Linked DNA regions of Mus musculus: regions 2, 3, 4 and 5 are each linked to region 1. The links are chromatin contacts, called in public ChIA-PET, Hi-C and HiChIP or PLAC-seq maps. All regions are on one chromosome and are shown on one strand. The core of a region is the stretch at or near the end of the contact, and the rest is flanking DNA. Distances in the headings are between cores, read along the strand shown.

What was found. A called contact is a pair of places that touch in the nucleus more often than the background predicts. ChIA-PET counts read pairs in DNA pulled down with a chosen protein or histone mark. HiChIP or PLAC-seq counts read pairs in DNA pulled down with a chosen protein or histone mark.
Region 2: a Hi-C map of double positive thymocytes shows a contact between it and region 1, with 8 times the contacts expected there. The contact joins two enhancer-like sites. A contact is called at or near these places in 1 of 484 Hi-C or Micro-C datasets (double positive thymocytes) and 1 of 115 datasets of contacts at active chromatin or transcription factors (large pre-B cells).
Region 3: a contact with region 1 is called in an RNA polymerase II ChIA-PET map of memory CD8 T cells, with 8 read pairs. The contact joins two enhancer-like sites.
Region 4: an H3K27ac HiChIP or PLAC-seq map of T-cell acute lymphoblastic leukemia shows a contact between it and region 1, with 8 times the contacts expected there. The contact joins two enhancer-like sites. A contact is called at or near these places in 1 of 39 promoter capture datasets (the C10 cell line), 2 of 15 datasets of contacts at CTCF or cohesin (pro-B cells and stem cell-derived epiblast-like cells), 9 of 484 Hi-C or Micro-C datasets (B cells, the C10 cell line, CD4 T cells and 4 more) and 2 of 115 datasets of contacts at active chromatin or transcription factors (T-cell acute lymphoblastic leukemia and large pre-B cells).
Region 5: an RNA polymerase II ChIA-PET map of memory CD8 T cells shows a contact between it and region 1, with 40 read pairs. The contact joins two enhancer-like sites. A contact is called at or near these places in 1 of 15 datasets of contacts at CTCF or cohesin (pro-B cells), 4 of 484 Hi-C or Micro-C datasets (the C10 cell line, CD4 T cells, CD8 T cells and 1 more) and 7 of 115 datasets of contacts at active chromatin or transcription factors (CD4 single positive thymocytes, CD8 T cells, T-cell acute lymphoblastic leukemia and 4 more).

Annotation. Positions count from the first base shown.
Region 1 is chr17:51,407,198-51,409,806 of GRCm38.p6, reverse strand. No RefSeq gene overlaps it. Among named protein-coding and RNA genes, the nearest start is that of C330011F03Rik, 40 kb to the left of the region's middle. Within about 2 kb of position 1,311, at least 90 of the 459 cell types and tissues checked have an H3K27ac peak or open chromatin away from gene starts, as enhancers often do. A contact at or near this core is called in B cells, CD4 single positive thymocytes, CD8 T cells and 7 more, where this site is marked.
Region 2 is chr17:52,310,889-52,313,497 of GRCm38.p6, reverse strand. Gm41600 (predicted gene, 41600) reads right to left here. Exons shown (of 3, transcript NR_169078.1): 2 at 1,566-1,636. Among named protein-coding and RNA genes, the nearest start is that of Gm41600, 7.7 kb to the right of the region's middle. Within about 2 kb of position 1,282, at least 10 of the 459 cell types and tissues checked have an H3K27ac peak or open chromatin away from gene starts, as enhancers often do. A contact at or near this core is called in double positive thymocytes, where this site is marked.
Region 3 is chr17:50,579,301-50,581,909 of GRCm38.p6, reverse strand. All of the region lies in intron 1 of Plcl2 (phospholipase C-like 2), which reads right to left. Among named protein-coding and RNA genes, the nearest start is that of Plcl2, 71 kb to the right of the region's middle. Within about 2 kb of position 1,304, at least 40 of the 459 cell types and tissues checked have an H3K27ac peak or open chromatin away from gene starts, as enhancers often do. A contact at or near this core is called in memory CD8 T cells, where this site is marked.
Region 4 is chr17:52,181,597-52,184,205 of GRCm38.p6, reverse strand. No RefSeq gene overlaps it. Among named protein-coding and RNA genes, the nearest start is that of Gm19585, 34 kb to the right of the region's middle. Within about 2 kb of position 1,280, at least 20 of the 459 cell types and tissues checked have an H3K27ac peak or open chromatin away from gene starts, as enhancers often do. A contact at or near this core is called in B cells, T-cell acute lymphoblastic leukemia, Th1 cells and 1 more, where this site is marked.
Region 5 is chr17:52,161,486-52,164,094 of GRCm38.p6, reverse strand. Gm19585 (predicted gene, 19585) reads right to left here. Exons shown (of 4, transcript NR_155494.1): 4 at 609-1,301. Among named protein-coding and RNA genes, the nearest start is that of Gm19585, 14 kb to the right of the region's middle. Within about 2 kb of position 1,329, at least 81 of the 459 cell types and tissues checked have an H3K27ac peak or open chromatin away from gene starts, as enhancers often do. A contact at or near this core is called in CD4 single positive thymocytes, CD8 T cells, T-cell acute lymphoblastic leukemia and 3 more, where this site is marked.

The DNA of each region.
Region 1 (2,609 bases), core at 62-2,561:
CATGTGTCCTTGCCAGGAGAAACAACTTGGTATTTTTGGGAAATGCTGATTCTAGGGATTAATTTCTAAATGTTTGGAACAAGATGGGGAGTGCTCTTAAAAAAATACAAGTTGAAATGAAATACAGCTCATTTATTAGCATCTGAAACAAGAATGCATATTGCCCACACACTAAGTACCTTTAAAGTTATGTATCAAATGAACAACAAAAGTCTAATGTATTTTACTTTCTTGACAAAAGCAAGAAAAAACGAGAAATCCCTACTTTCACAATCTGCAAGCGATACCATGTGAGCCGATTACCAAGGCGTTCCAGAGTTTTAAGGGGTACAGGTAGGTACTTAAGCTCTATTAGCTTCCTGATAAATCCATTTCTAACTAGACCTCAGAGAGATGCTGGGATATCGGAAGCATATAAATGCAGCTTGGTAGTTAGCACTGGACACCACCACACAGTTAAAAGTGGCCTGTATATGTATTTTTAAACCTCTTTTTGTCTTGAAGAATGGAAGCTTTCCCTTTTCTTTGTCTAGAAAGGTCTTCAATCAGAGAAATCCTCTTTCCTTCGCCTGTCTCCAGTCAGATCCTAAGGCCAGCCTCACTCATCACTCCCTAATCCTCAGGCAGCACCCTTTCGTGCCTGTACTGGGATCGGTTCTCTTCCTGAGACCCTGCACAGACTTGTTTCCCTGCTTGCAGTTAGAGAAGGGGCCAGAAACTCATGCCCCACGTTTCACTCCCCAACTCTACAAGGCACAGTCAAACCCCTAGGACAAATTGCTGAGTGCTCCAAGTCTCAATTTCCCAGTCGTCCCATGGGTTGGCTCAATGGACATCTTCTCAGCCACACCCTAAAGCCCTAATAGCTGACAGGAGATGAGAGATGAGTGGAGCCATGCTTATGAAAAGCTTGGCACTCTTTAGTGGAGACACACTGTTTAATTACAAGAAAATGTATTCATGGGTCAAAGAGTCCCCCCACCACCCCACCACCCCACCGCACCTCCATTTTTAGTGAAAAATCCTGGAAGTGCTACAAACTGAAGCTTGTGTGTACATTTTGCACCTGTGGCAGGAGAAATGTTTATCTAAAGAGGACACACTGAAGTGTGGTTAGAACAAGAGAAGAAATGAAAAGAAAGGGAGATCGCTATCAGTCTTGCTGACACTTAAAGTGAAAGGGAAACGGAAGGGAGAGGGGGAGGGGAATAGGAGGGGGAGGGGCAGTGTCATGGAGAGAAAACAGGAAACAGGCATCAAGGTTTAAACTTAGACAACAGCATGAGCCACACACCATTATGGCCCAGCCTCATCCTGTCTTTCTGTTATCTAGGCTGAGTATACTCTGCTTCACACAGATGAGAGATCAGAGCTTCCAAGAGTACAGCTTCACTCATGGGCAACACCAGAGCTAGTTTACAGCAGCGATAGGAACACAGCCCCGTTTCTGCGACCCTTGGAGAGGTTCCTCCCACCGTGCGTTTGGAACACTGACTGTGTGTTCCAAACCAGGCTGGTACAAAAGTCTACTCATGACTAAGTTTATCGATTTCAAGTACACAGATTGCTGGTGTTATTGGAATTTTCAAGTGTGAGATCTTCAAGGTCATCTTTAAGAAAAATTATAATTCCTTCTATACTAGTTGGGTTCTTCATAATACACTTTAGTTGTTTATTGACCTGCAGAGCACTGTGGTATGGGTCAGATATCTTTGCCTTCTAGGAGCTTATAGTCTTCCTTGAGGGAGGAGAACTTAAATTATCAAAGCTTGAGAGATAGGCCCAGATGAGGACATGGTGATGGTGATAAGGTGTTCAAGGATTTGCTAAAAGAGGTTGGAAGGGATCACTAGAAGGTTGGGGTGGGTTAGCTCCCACCAGCTCCCACTAGTGAGTTCAGAGAGGAAAATAAACATGTGTGACCAGCATTCAGAGCTCTGTACAGGGCACACCATGGATGGGATTTATGGGCATTGAGACAGTGAGTTCACCCGTCTTGTTGGTGCAGAAAATGGGATACATGGCTAAGAAGAAAAGTCCAGACTGGGGAAGGCAGAATGGAATAGAGACTTTATCCTTGAGCTATAAGAAGTCATTGTGACTTTGTCCAGGGTGCAATCAATGTCAGAATCAATGTAGTATGGTGTTCTATCAAGAGGAAAAGCAGTTTAAAGACCTTCTCAGATTGGCAGTGACCCTAAAGAGGTTAAACATGGCTGTCTAATTCATTGTGTCACCAGTGAGCTTTTATCAGTACAAATGGGGAAAAGTAAGTGGCCTCTGATGCTCCCCAAAGACCAAGTATAAAAGCATCCTCCCGATTAGGAGTCATTGAAAAGTAGGATGACGTCCAGTTCTAGAGACCCATCTTGTCCAACCCCTTCCCCCAGACAAAATGTGTGTCCAAAGGAGAATTATCAGACAGAAATCAAAAACAATGTGTGGAAGATGGAGGGCGGAAGTCAGAATTAGCACTACTCAAAAGCTGGCCCAGCCAACAGCCACCATGCTCCCCCCAACACCATCTGCTGCCTCCTCAGTAGAGCTGAGAGGAAATCCACAGGCACATGTGGCTGCTTGTTCCAGCCTGGTTAACAGTTCACCAGGGA
Region 2 (2,609 bases), core at 33-2,532, 900 kb before region 1:
TTGCTCATTTATCTTAACCATTGCTTTGCATCAGGGATGGGGCAAATATTGGGTTTTATTAATCATTGTATTATTTTTTCCTGCATTATATAAGGAAATAAAAAAATAAATAAAGGAATGAAATGAAGAGAGAGTTGAGTTAAATCTTGCTGAATACAAATTCTAATAGAATTGTCAATACCCTCTCCAGTCATCACCAAATGCACTGCCTTGTCGTTTTCCTTCCTTAGGACCTCATAAGATGATATGAAGAAGGTTGGCTGTTTTCCTAATGTTGCCATGACAGGATTCCCGTGAAACCCTGAGAATGCATACATATAAAAGGCTACTAAATTATACATATTTTTATTTTGTATAATGAAATAAAATAAATGTAAGGAAGTTCTGGAATTTAGAGCTAAAAAGGCCTTCAAACAGCATCATTGTGTCTATTCACTTTGGCTTAACGAGATGGAAATACAGGGAGGTAAACTGCAGTGACCAAATGTATAACAGCTTTAAAGATGGGTCTATAGAATATTGAATTTCTCATTTAGAATAGATTTTTGCATTTAAACCAAGTTAATATCTCGACATTCTTTCTTTAGTACTCAAGGCCAACACAAGGTTGGAAGGGCTTAATAAGAAAAAGAAAAGAAAGTCATATGCATAATATTGAATAAATACATACATAGAACAAGAATATAGTCTACAATATTTTAAAAAGCTGAAAAGTAGAGAAAATATTCAAAATACTATATAGCAACAATATTTGTTTGCATTAATATTCCTCAGACCTGTCTATTATTTTGAGATTATTGAGTTAGTGATAGCAAAAGAATCTTCTCTAATAATATGCTAAATTTTTAAAAATTAATATATATTTTACTTAATAGTTAAATGAGGAATTTTCCCCAGATTAAAGACATCACCATTGGCTATTTTTGACAGGTATTTACGTGTAGACGCAGAGCCATGACCACTTAAGCTACCTCAGACATCACCAGGCTCATAATGAGAAATGAGAGTGTGAGCACTAAGTCAACAGACTTGAAGGAAGCCAATGCTTCCTGGGTACCAGTCACTGAGGGTAGTGGGAATATAAAGAATAAACATGGGTTTTCCTTACACTTTGGGGGGAAAAAGTAAATGGAAAATAAGAATCCAGTGTCATGCTGATAACGGGGGGTTGAATAAAGGACCTCTGCATCTTTTTCAGGGGGCTGTTGTGGGGAGACATTTGCAGAGGAAGTGACTTCAAGGTGCATGCTGAAGGATGAATCAAATGAGGAAATCATCAGAACAATGTGTACAAGATGAAGAGACAGCAAAGAAGGTGCCACAGCTTTGTTAGACCTAAAATGAAGATGGAAGATAGCATCTTTTGAGATTTGACAGACAAGGACCCATACATGCAAAAACATGTATTTTCTGCTGCAGTTGAGCAATGTTTATATCAAGAGGCCCTTTGTCTTAACCAGTTTGCTCTGCTAGAATAGGATCTGATATCTAGGGTCGGTAAAAACAGAACATTCATTTCTTATAGATCCAGACGCTCAAAGTTCAAAGTCAAAGTTCTGACAGACCTAGTATCGGCTGCGGATCCTCCTTCTCCCACTGTGTAGACAGATATCTTTTTATTTCAGATATTTGGTACCTAAAGGAGAGAGGAGAGAGGAAAGAGAGACAAAGAGAAAAATGAAGAGATGTGATGAAGCTATGCTGTACACTTTAAAAGACACAAATTGAATTTTGAGGAATTCACTTTTGTGATTAATTTACTTCCTATGGGCTTTATCTCCAAAACCTTCATAGTGATGGTTAGAATTTCAAAAAAGGACTGTAGGTTATCATATACATTCACTCCTCAGACACTAAAGAACACGTCCTTCATGTGAGGAGCAATATGACCTTGGTTCTGTGGATAGGGTTGACTTCAGGGAGGAAGAAGCAGGCACTGTAAGCTATGAAACACCAGGTCAAACACCTGAGTCTGGGTGAGGCTCTGATTGAGATGATGGGAAGCAGAGTTCTCGATTGTATAAACAAGGATGGGTACCAATTCCTAAGCTGAGAGCAGTATAGACATCCCATCAGTATTCGCCCATGTAATTTGTTTTCATATAAATATATGTGCATGCTTTAATATATCTTAAAGAAAAAAGGCAAGGAAGAAAATCCTTGAACCTAGAGGTGGATCAGAGATTAAGAGCACTTGCTACGCACACACGCATGCCCGCACCTCTATACACAGATACACACATATATGAGGTGTTTTAAATTATTTTTCTTTAAAATATTATTGGTGATATCTAAGTACTCAAATACTTCCTTAGTAGCTATATTCTCCATTTTTTAAATGTAATCTTTCAAAATAGATCCCATTTTCTGTTGTGTATAATATAGCCCCATCACTGCTATGTCGGCATTAATTTTCATTTGTAAATACCTTTATAATTTCAGAGCATGCTTACTTCTCAGATTTCAAAATCTTTATGGCTCCCCACCTTTATTCTCACACTTTCTGATCTTCTCCAAAATGACTCTGAAAGAGGGCAGTTGTAACATCTTCCTGTTACAACCAGCTCTGTTCTTTTTGTCTGACCCTGCTTCCACAGGTAAACAGCTCT
Region 3 (2,609 bases), core at 55-2,554, 830 kb after region 1:
TGGGGCTTTTAATCAGAAAATAAATGTGACCTATGGTACATTAATCACAGCAGCAGCTGACTCTAAAGTGTTTGTCAAATTCACACTCCTCCTGGGCTTAGAATCACCCCAAGGCTGATCATCCCAAAGCCACTAAGGGATGAATAATAATTAAATTATCGGTGTTGTGTACGTAAGTAAACATTCCCAAGCAAAAGTTCATCATGCCCTAGAATTACTATTTTTTGAAAATCATCTTTCTTTGGCAAGTGACACTATCGACTGAAAGTTCTAAAACAGCAGTTCTTAACCCGTGGGTCCCGATAACCCTTTGTGGTTAAACAGCCCTTTCACAGGAGTCACGCAATCAGGTATCCTATTAGGCATTTACATTACAATTCACAAGAGTAGCAAAATGAGGTTATGAAGTAGCAACAAAAGTCATGCTATGATTGGGGTCCACACACCTGAGGAACTGCATTAAAGGGTTGCAACATTAGGAAGGTTGGGAACCACCGTTCTAAAAGAAGAACTGACTAAAAAATCTCACATGAGTCTTTCTATGCCTTGGCAAAGAAAGCTATGTTTCCTCACTGGCAACAAAACTTCTTAATGTGAACAGAGTCATTTGCAGGAAGTCTGCATCACCTCAGCCTGTTGCCAGGATTCTGGGTCTGTTGCATGGACACCATGTCCTCTGGCACCTGGGCATGCCAGAGCTCTACGGCAAGAAAACTAATTAGCTTTGTATATGATCACATTCCCAAGAGCGTCATAGCCACCAGCATCTCTCTATGGTTGGATCATTCTTCTCTCTGTGGTGGTGATATGGAGTATGATGGTTAAATGAGAATGTCCCCACAGTCCTGGGCATCTGAACACTTGGTCTGCAGTGGTGTGGTGCTTGGGAGATTTAGATGTCTTGCTTTGCTGGAGAAAGTATGTCACCAGAGGCAGATTTTGAGATTCCCAATTTGCTGTTTCATGCTTGCAATTTGAGATGTGAAGTCTTGCTTTGCAGCTCCAGATACCGTACCTGACCGCTGCCATTCCACCCCTCCATGATGACGACGGACGCTTAGCCTTCTAGTGCTATAAGCCCAAGTACTCTATTAAAAGTTGCTTTGGTCATGGACTTTTATCACAGCAGCAGAGTCTAGACCCAAACTTGCTGACTGGCAACAGACATGGAAGTAAGGAGCAGACCACCAGTTTCCCTGTTTCCCTTGGTATTTTCTTTAACCTCCTCCTGTGGAGGGAGCAGGAGTTCCAAAAGTGGTAGCTCACTGACACAAAGCTATAAGTAATAGGAAAAAAAAAAGAGCTTTCACTTTCACATTGCTATTTAACAAGACACCAAAGCAAACCGTGTTTACCAGGTCTGTGAACATTTATGACAATGGAGCCTTCATGGACGGATATCACAAATAAATTTTCATCTGTTTTACAATCATTTGTATTACACTTTCAACGGGTCACCTTGAGAGACTGTCCTATTAACAATCAAAAAGGGTTACCACTTCTTCTGTCATAAGACTGCAACCTAACTATAAAAACAAAACAAAACCAAGGTTTGAGGTAGCCTAAAGAGTGGATAGCCAGTTTTAAATACTATATTCACCGAATAAGCTCTCAGTATAAACTTTGTGTGACTGTGCCTTCTTAAAGTTTAGATGTGGAAAATGAATGCTTGAGACTTGGGGGATGGCTCAGTTGGTAAACTGTAAAGTGCCACACACATGTAGGGTCTGAGTTCAGTTCCCCAGCACCTAAATAAAAATCCATCACAGTGCAAAATCCTTGTAATCCTGCCACTGGAGGCAGACAGACACGGGCCTCCGCATTGTTCTCCTAACAGCCATTGAGTTCTGTGCACCTGACAGCTTTCCCAGCCCAAAGCGCCAGAACCATTCTGTAATCATCCCAATACAAACACGTTAGATTTGTCCAGCAAGACCCTACTTCTGGGAGTAAAGTCTGTCCTGGTTTGCTTTTAATTGTTAGGATAGAATATTCTAAAATGTTCCTAGGAAAAACAACTTGAAGAAGAAAGGGTTTATTTCATATTACAACTCTCAGGTCACAACTCATCATTGAGGGTAAGAGTTCAAGACACAAACCTGGATCAGGAACTGAAGCAGAGATCATGGAGGAGTGTTGCTTACTGGCTGGCTTCCCCTATGTCTCACTCAACTTGCTACTTTGTACAACCCAGGACCCCTGCCCAGGGGTGACACTGCTCTGAGTGTCACCTCCTACATCAGAAAGAAAATGCCTTACAGCCTTTGCAACAGTCCAACTGGGTGGAGGCACTTCCATCATTGAGGGTCTTTCTTCCCAGGTGACTCTAGCTTGTGTCAGACTGGTCAAAAACTTCCCAGCACCACTAACACACACGTTTCTTTCCAGAAAAGCTATCAAAAGTCAAAAGCTTCTCAAGTTGTGTTTTTGCATATTCATGATGATCATGGCAACCTGCTACTTTTTTCAAAGTTTGATAAGATATACTGCTTCAAATATATAGATATATAGATATTGTGTATGTGCATTTATGTATCATACCATTTATTTCCCATGAAGGTAATTAATCCAAAATAATATTTTCGCTTTATCCATGCACTGTGTCATTA
Region 4 (2,609 bases), core at 31-2,530, 770 kb before region 1:
TGAAGTTAGGGGGAGGAGAGTGGTCAGGGGTAGGGCTGATTAAAATATATTATGTGCATGCATAAATCTTTGAAAGAATTAATCAAAATACTATATTTAAATTTAAAATTAATTCTGCCCCTCCCAGCTCTCTCTACCCAAGTGTTTGCTAAGGTGCCACATCCTGTACATGGACTTGGTTTTTCTCCTTCTTTCTACCATGCATGTAATCAACAAGCAAATGTACACCATGTTTTCAAATATCTACAATCACATCTTAGTGCTTTTACTGTTACTAATCCAGTCCAGTTTTCTCTCACCTTGGTCATCTCCCAACTCACCTACATCTCTGTGTTTGTCTCATGTGCTATCTTCCCAGTTCAGCAATTAGAATGGCACAGAATGAGTCTAAACTGTCCACCTTCTTCTCTAAAGCCTCTGATGGAAGCATTTATTACTTAGGACTGAGCACATTTAGCTTATGGAGATCCTCCTCTATCTCTGTCTCATTTCCTGTCTTTCAGCCTCTCTCTGTCTCTGTCTCTGTCTCTGTCTCTCTTTCTCCCTCTCCCTCTCCCTCCCTCTCTCTCTCTCTCTCTCTCTCTCTCTGTCTCTCTGTCTTTCTACTCTCTGCTCTGATGTCTTCACTTCATAGCTGATAATGGTACCACTTTGGTTTCTAATTTTAACTGTCACCATTTGGTGAGAACCTTTTCTGCTTTGTAAGCCATTTATTATGCAATGCCTTCTTTGTAAACTAAAATACTCACAACAAAAACCTTTTTCAAATTCTTTTGATATATAATTACCAAGTACAGTTAATGAGATAATACAAACAAATTGTAGATAATTCTTTCCTCTTCCAAATATCTTGTGGAATCACCTTACTTGGCGTTATACTTTTCTTTCTTCGTGTCTCTTGGTGGCTGGTTGACTAGAGGAAGCAATATCCTTTGCGGTAACCCTGCAGATTATTTTCAAACACAGGCTTTTAAAAACAATTTTAATCTAATCAAAATGTAGTGATAGCCTGGAATTAAAATATGCAAGGAGAGGGTTTCCTAATGCTTTATTTCAGTGGGATGTGAAGTTAGAATTGTTAAGAAATGCAGAATGCTAATTAAGCAGAGTTTGCAAGCTGGGGATGAGAGGAAATAACCTGATGTGAACTCGACATCAACTTTCCTCATTAAAAGTTCACAGAAGCCAATGACCAGATGGCACAGGCTGTAAGGTCATGACCGTGAGGAGTCCTAAGGGGTTGCTCCCTTTAGTCATTCCATCAACCAGCAGGGGGAGACACAGAATGCTTCTTGCTACTCCAGAAACAACTCCCTGAACATGGGGACTTCATCAGGACTCTGTCCCTAACAGGTAGAACAAGTTGGTCCAGGCTGACTAAGCACTGCCCTCTAAATGCTTTTGGTTTCCTGGTTAGAGTTGAGTTTGCATTCAAGTGACTCCTTCGAAGGAAGAACTTGAGTGTATTTGATGGTTTACTTATACTAAATTATAGCATATATAGGTTCATACAAATTTACGTATCACATTCACATAAATACACTTAGTCTATGGTTGTAAAATATTTGTGGCTATGATTGGAATCCATCCAATTAAAAATTTGATTTTTTTCTATCTACTAATATTCACATGTAATTAGTCATAGCCCAAGAGTCAACTCTGTGGGAGATGACAAACAGAAATTTTTATAGGCCTGGAAGCAAAGTGTATTGAATATTTTAAATGTCTATGGTAATAAGGTAACCAGAGGATCTAAGCTTTGTGTTCAATCCCTCAAGAACCAGATAACTTTGCTTTCGTTTACTCAGCCATTCAATTTTGCACTTGCCCAAGATCTCTACCCCATGGCAGCTCCTCAACTAAGTAATAGAAACAATGGAATATCATGATATCTTGTATGTTGGCAAATGGATATTTAACAATGAGGCAGTCTCCTCCAAAAAGCACAACAAATATGAATGAGGTGATAATGTCCCTCAGATGGAGGAATAATTAACTTTGTCTGAAGTAGGCTTGTAGAGAGGGATAATGCCCAAGTGTGGCTTTAAGGACTAACCAAAAAGACTGAGAGACAAGATTGTAAAACAGATCATGAGAACAATATAACTGAGTGAGTCTCCTACATTTGAATTTCAAAAAGGAATCACATATGAGAGAGGCAAGGGGTGTGTGGATTGGGCATAGTAGAGACTAGCAGCCCAAGAATGGAGCAGACTCAGAATAAATCAAGAAAACTTGGCTCTAGTCAAGCAAGCAGCTGTTCAAAGTCAGATCGTTTTTCAGACTCCTCAGTGGGCACACCTGCTGAGAGATGCATCCTAAAGAAAACTGAAGGACCATGGGAACAAATCTAAACCCTAAACATCACAATGGGCATAACATATGGCCTCTTCCTTCAGGAAGGTTACCTCCAACATACTCACAGAAGAGGTTGAGCTGTGAAGTACTAGGTGGCATGGATTCTCAAAAAGTAAATGGTGCATTTAAGGACAATTTCAACTTTAAATTTATTTTTCCTACTCAACAATAATATTTCCTTCCCCAGGCTTTAATTCTAAATATTAAATATTGCACCATGGAAAGCCCTCCAAAAGACTTTCTTGACAAGC
Region 5 (2,609 bases), core at 80-2,579, 750 kb before region 1:
GGCCCCAGATAGGGAAGAGTGACTGGAACAAAACCGGTTAATACATAGCTTTTTGTGTTCCATTTTTGTAGGTTTTAAAAACTCCAAGGTTGGACACAGAATAAATTAATTCTTTAAAACATTTTACTCTATTCATTTATTTACTGTGTGTGGAGGCATACCACAGTATGCACAATGGAGGACTGTGGACAACCAGAGTGGACCACATGGTGGGAGAAGGGATCAAGATCATGCTGTCAGCTTTGTTAGCAAGTTCTGTTACCCACTGAGCCATCTTGCTGGTCCAGAGTATGTGGTCTTTAACAAATGCATATGGAGGCCTATGAGATGGGTGGCTGAGGTATATAAGATGCTGCTCCAGTCAACCCAGCAATCCTGAAGAGAGTCTGAAGACACTTTCGGTCTTGAGCAGGTCTTCTACTCCAGTTCGGATAAAATGATGCTGAGATACAGAAAGGGGATGAAGTAATCCACAACTCACAATAGGTCACCTGGACATGTATGTCCCAACATGACATCTGTATGTCAATATTTTGTTTTAAGCCTCGAGTAGCCTCAGACTGCTATAAACAGAAGAATAAATGAACATAGAAGTAGACTGGAGGGCTTACATTTATTTGTTTATTTATTTATTTATATCTATTTATTTTACAATCATCTCCCATAGTCTGGCATTTATAAACCCTTAACTACTTATCATCAATCATTTTTGGTCAACTTTGATGTGAGAATGATTTTTATCAAGTGTCCAGGAAACACACCTGGGTAGATCTGCAGAATGGCCCAGAGTATGAGAGGCCATGTAGAAACAGGAAGCCGAACTTCAGTTGAAAGAGTTCATGTTTTCTCTCTGTTCAGATCTCAGACTAAATTTGGCAAGCTGTGAGTGCCCGTGCAAGGGAAGGAAATGCATAACAGAGCAGAGCAACTCATCTTTCATGGCTTTTGGGAAATTATTTGACAGATCCACAGTCATATTATTCTTTAAAAACTCTTTCATGAGGCATTTCCCAAGAAATTCTGATGTTGACTGTGGTGGACTGACGGGTTGTGTTTACGTACTTCTAAGGGACCACAAGTCTACCTGTGTGTGAATGAGCGCCTTCCTAATAAGTAAATGACTCTGCTTTCATGTGTTTAATAATATTTAGACTTCACTTTTTCTTTTTTTTTTCCCCTTATGTTCTCCCAAAGAAGTTTCGGTCTCTCCCATCATGTGTTGTTGTGGTGGTGAGGTTATTTTTCTTGATGAGTCGCACCCACTCACAGTCAACTTGAAGGTCTTTTCCACTGCAGACAGCCTGTGAATGCGCAAAAGGAAGCTGGTTATCTCCACATCAGCAACTCACATCACAGCGTGATCAGAAGTGACATCACTGTGTGGTTTCACTAATGATATTTAAAGGAGATCACTATTTTCAGTTGCTTTTTTAGTCTCAGAAACCTCTGCATCTCCTTCCACTTCGCTGCCCATCTGTCACCCCTCCTCTGTCCCACCAGATTCCTTCTCAGCACTACTCTCCTCTCCATTTCCAGCCTGTGATGACAATGGGTCCTCTCAGGTTTTTCTGGGGTTGTTTTGTTTTGTTTTTTAAAAAAGAGAAAAGTCAAGTCCATTAATACTATTGACTTGGTAACTTTTTTTTCCCAGAATAAGATCTGAGAAGAATTCGAGAAAACCACAGATACTAGAACTGATGAAGACTGTTTCCTGTGAATTTGTGTGGCTTGCTCACCAAGACACCCTCTGCTAGTCTCATTCTTCCTTCTATAAACAATTTCTGCAATTGGCCCTAAAACCCTCTTGGAATGAAGACACAATTCTTACATGCGAACACTTCAATCCAGGTCCAGTTGTAGATCAACAGGACCTACACAGGGAAGCATCTTTGTACAGACATCTCTTAAACAATTGTAGTGAAATGATCTGGTTTGAAATAGGTGTCCAGAAGAAAGTCCTTACCTTTGCGTATGCAGTGGAAACCCTCCGTTTTATGTTTACAGTGATAAAATTTGTATATGTGTGTATGCATGCATGCATGTGTACATATATATATATATATATATATATATATATATATGTATATATTTGTGTTTTGGAGTGCAGGTAAGGAAGGGCTGAAAAGTGATGTGTGGGGGAAAAACAGAAATCACATACACTAACATTCCAATAGAGGAGTTTGTAATGAGCATACAAATGGTAGCAGGATGTGCATTTATTAATATTTTATGGAACTGGGTGCCATGAAATGATATCGGTCTCCACAGCATCATCTTTATAACATGTGAGACCACAAGATTCTCCAGCCATAGTCACTGAGCCTCTTGGGCTCTATCTTCCTCCAGTCTAAAATAGTTTCTTAACCCCATCACAGTCGGCTTGGGGGGATGGATGCTTCTTGTGATAGGGTTTACTTAACAGCATTCCTGGTTTCTGCTTGTCAGACACCAGTATGTTCTATCAGTTTTAACAGTCTCCAGACAGAGCCAGATGTTTCTCAAGGGAGCTGAACAGGCAAAATACCCTATAGCTTACAACCAGTAAATAAAAATAATTAAAGTTTATAATATCTTTCTATTCTAAAACTTGGTGAGAAGAACATCTAAGA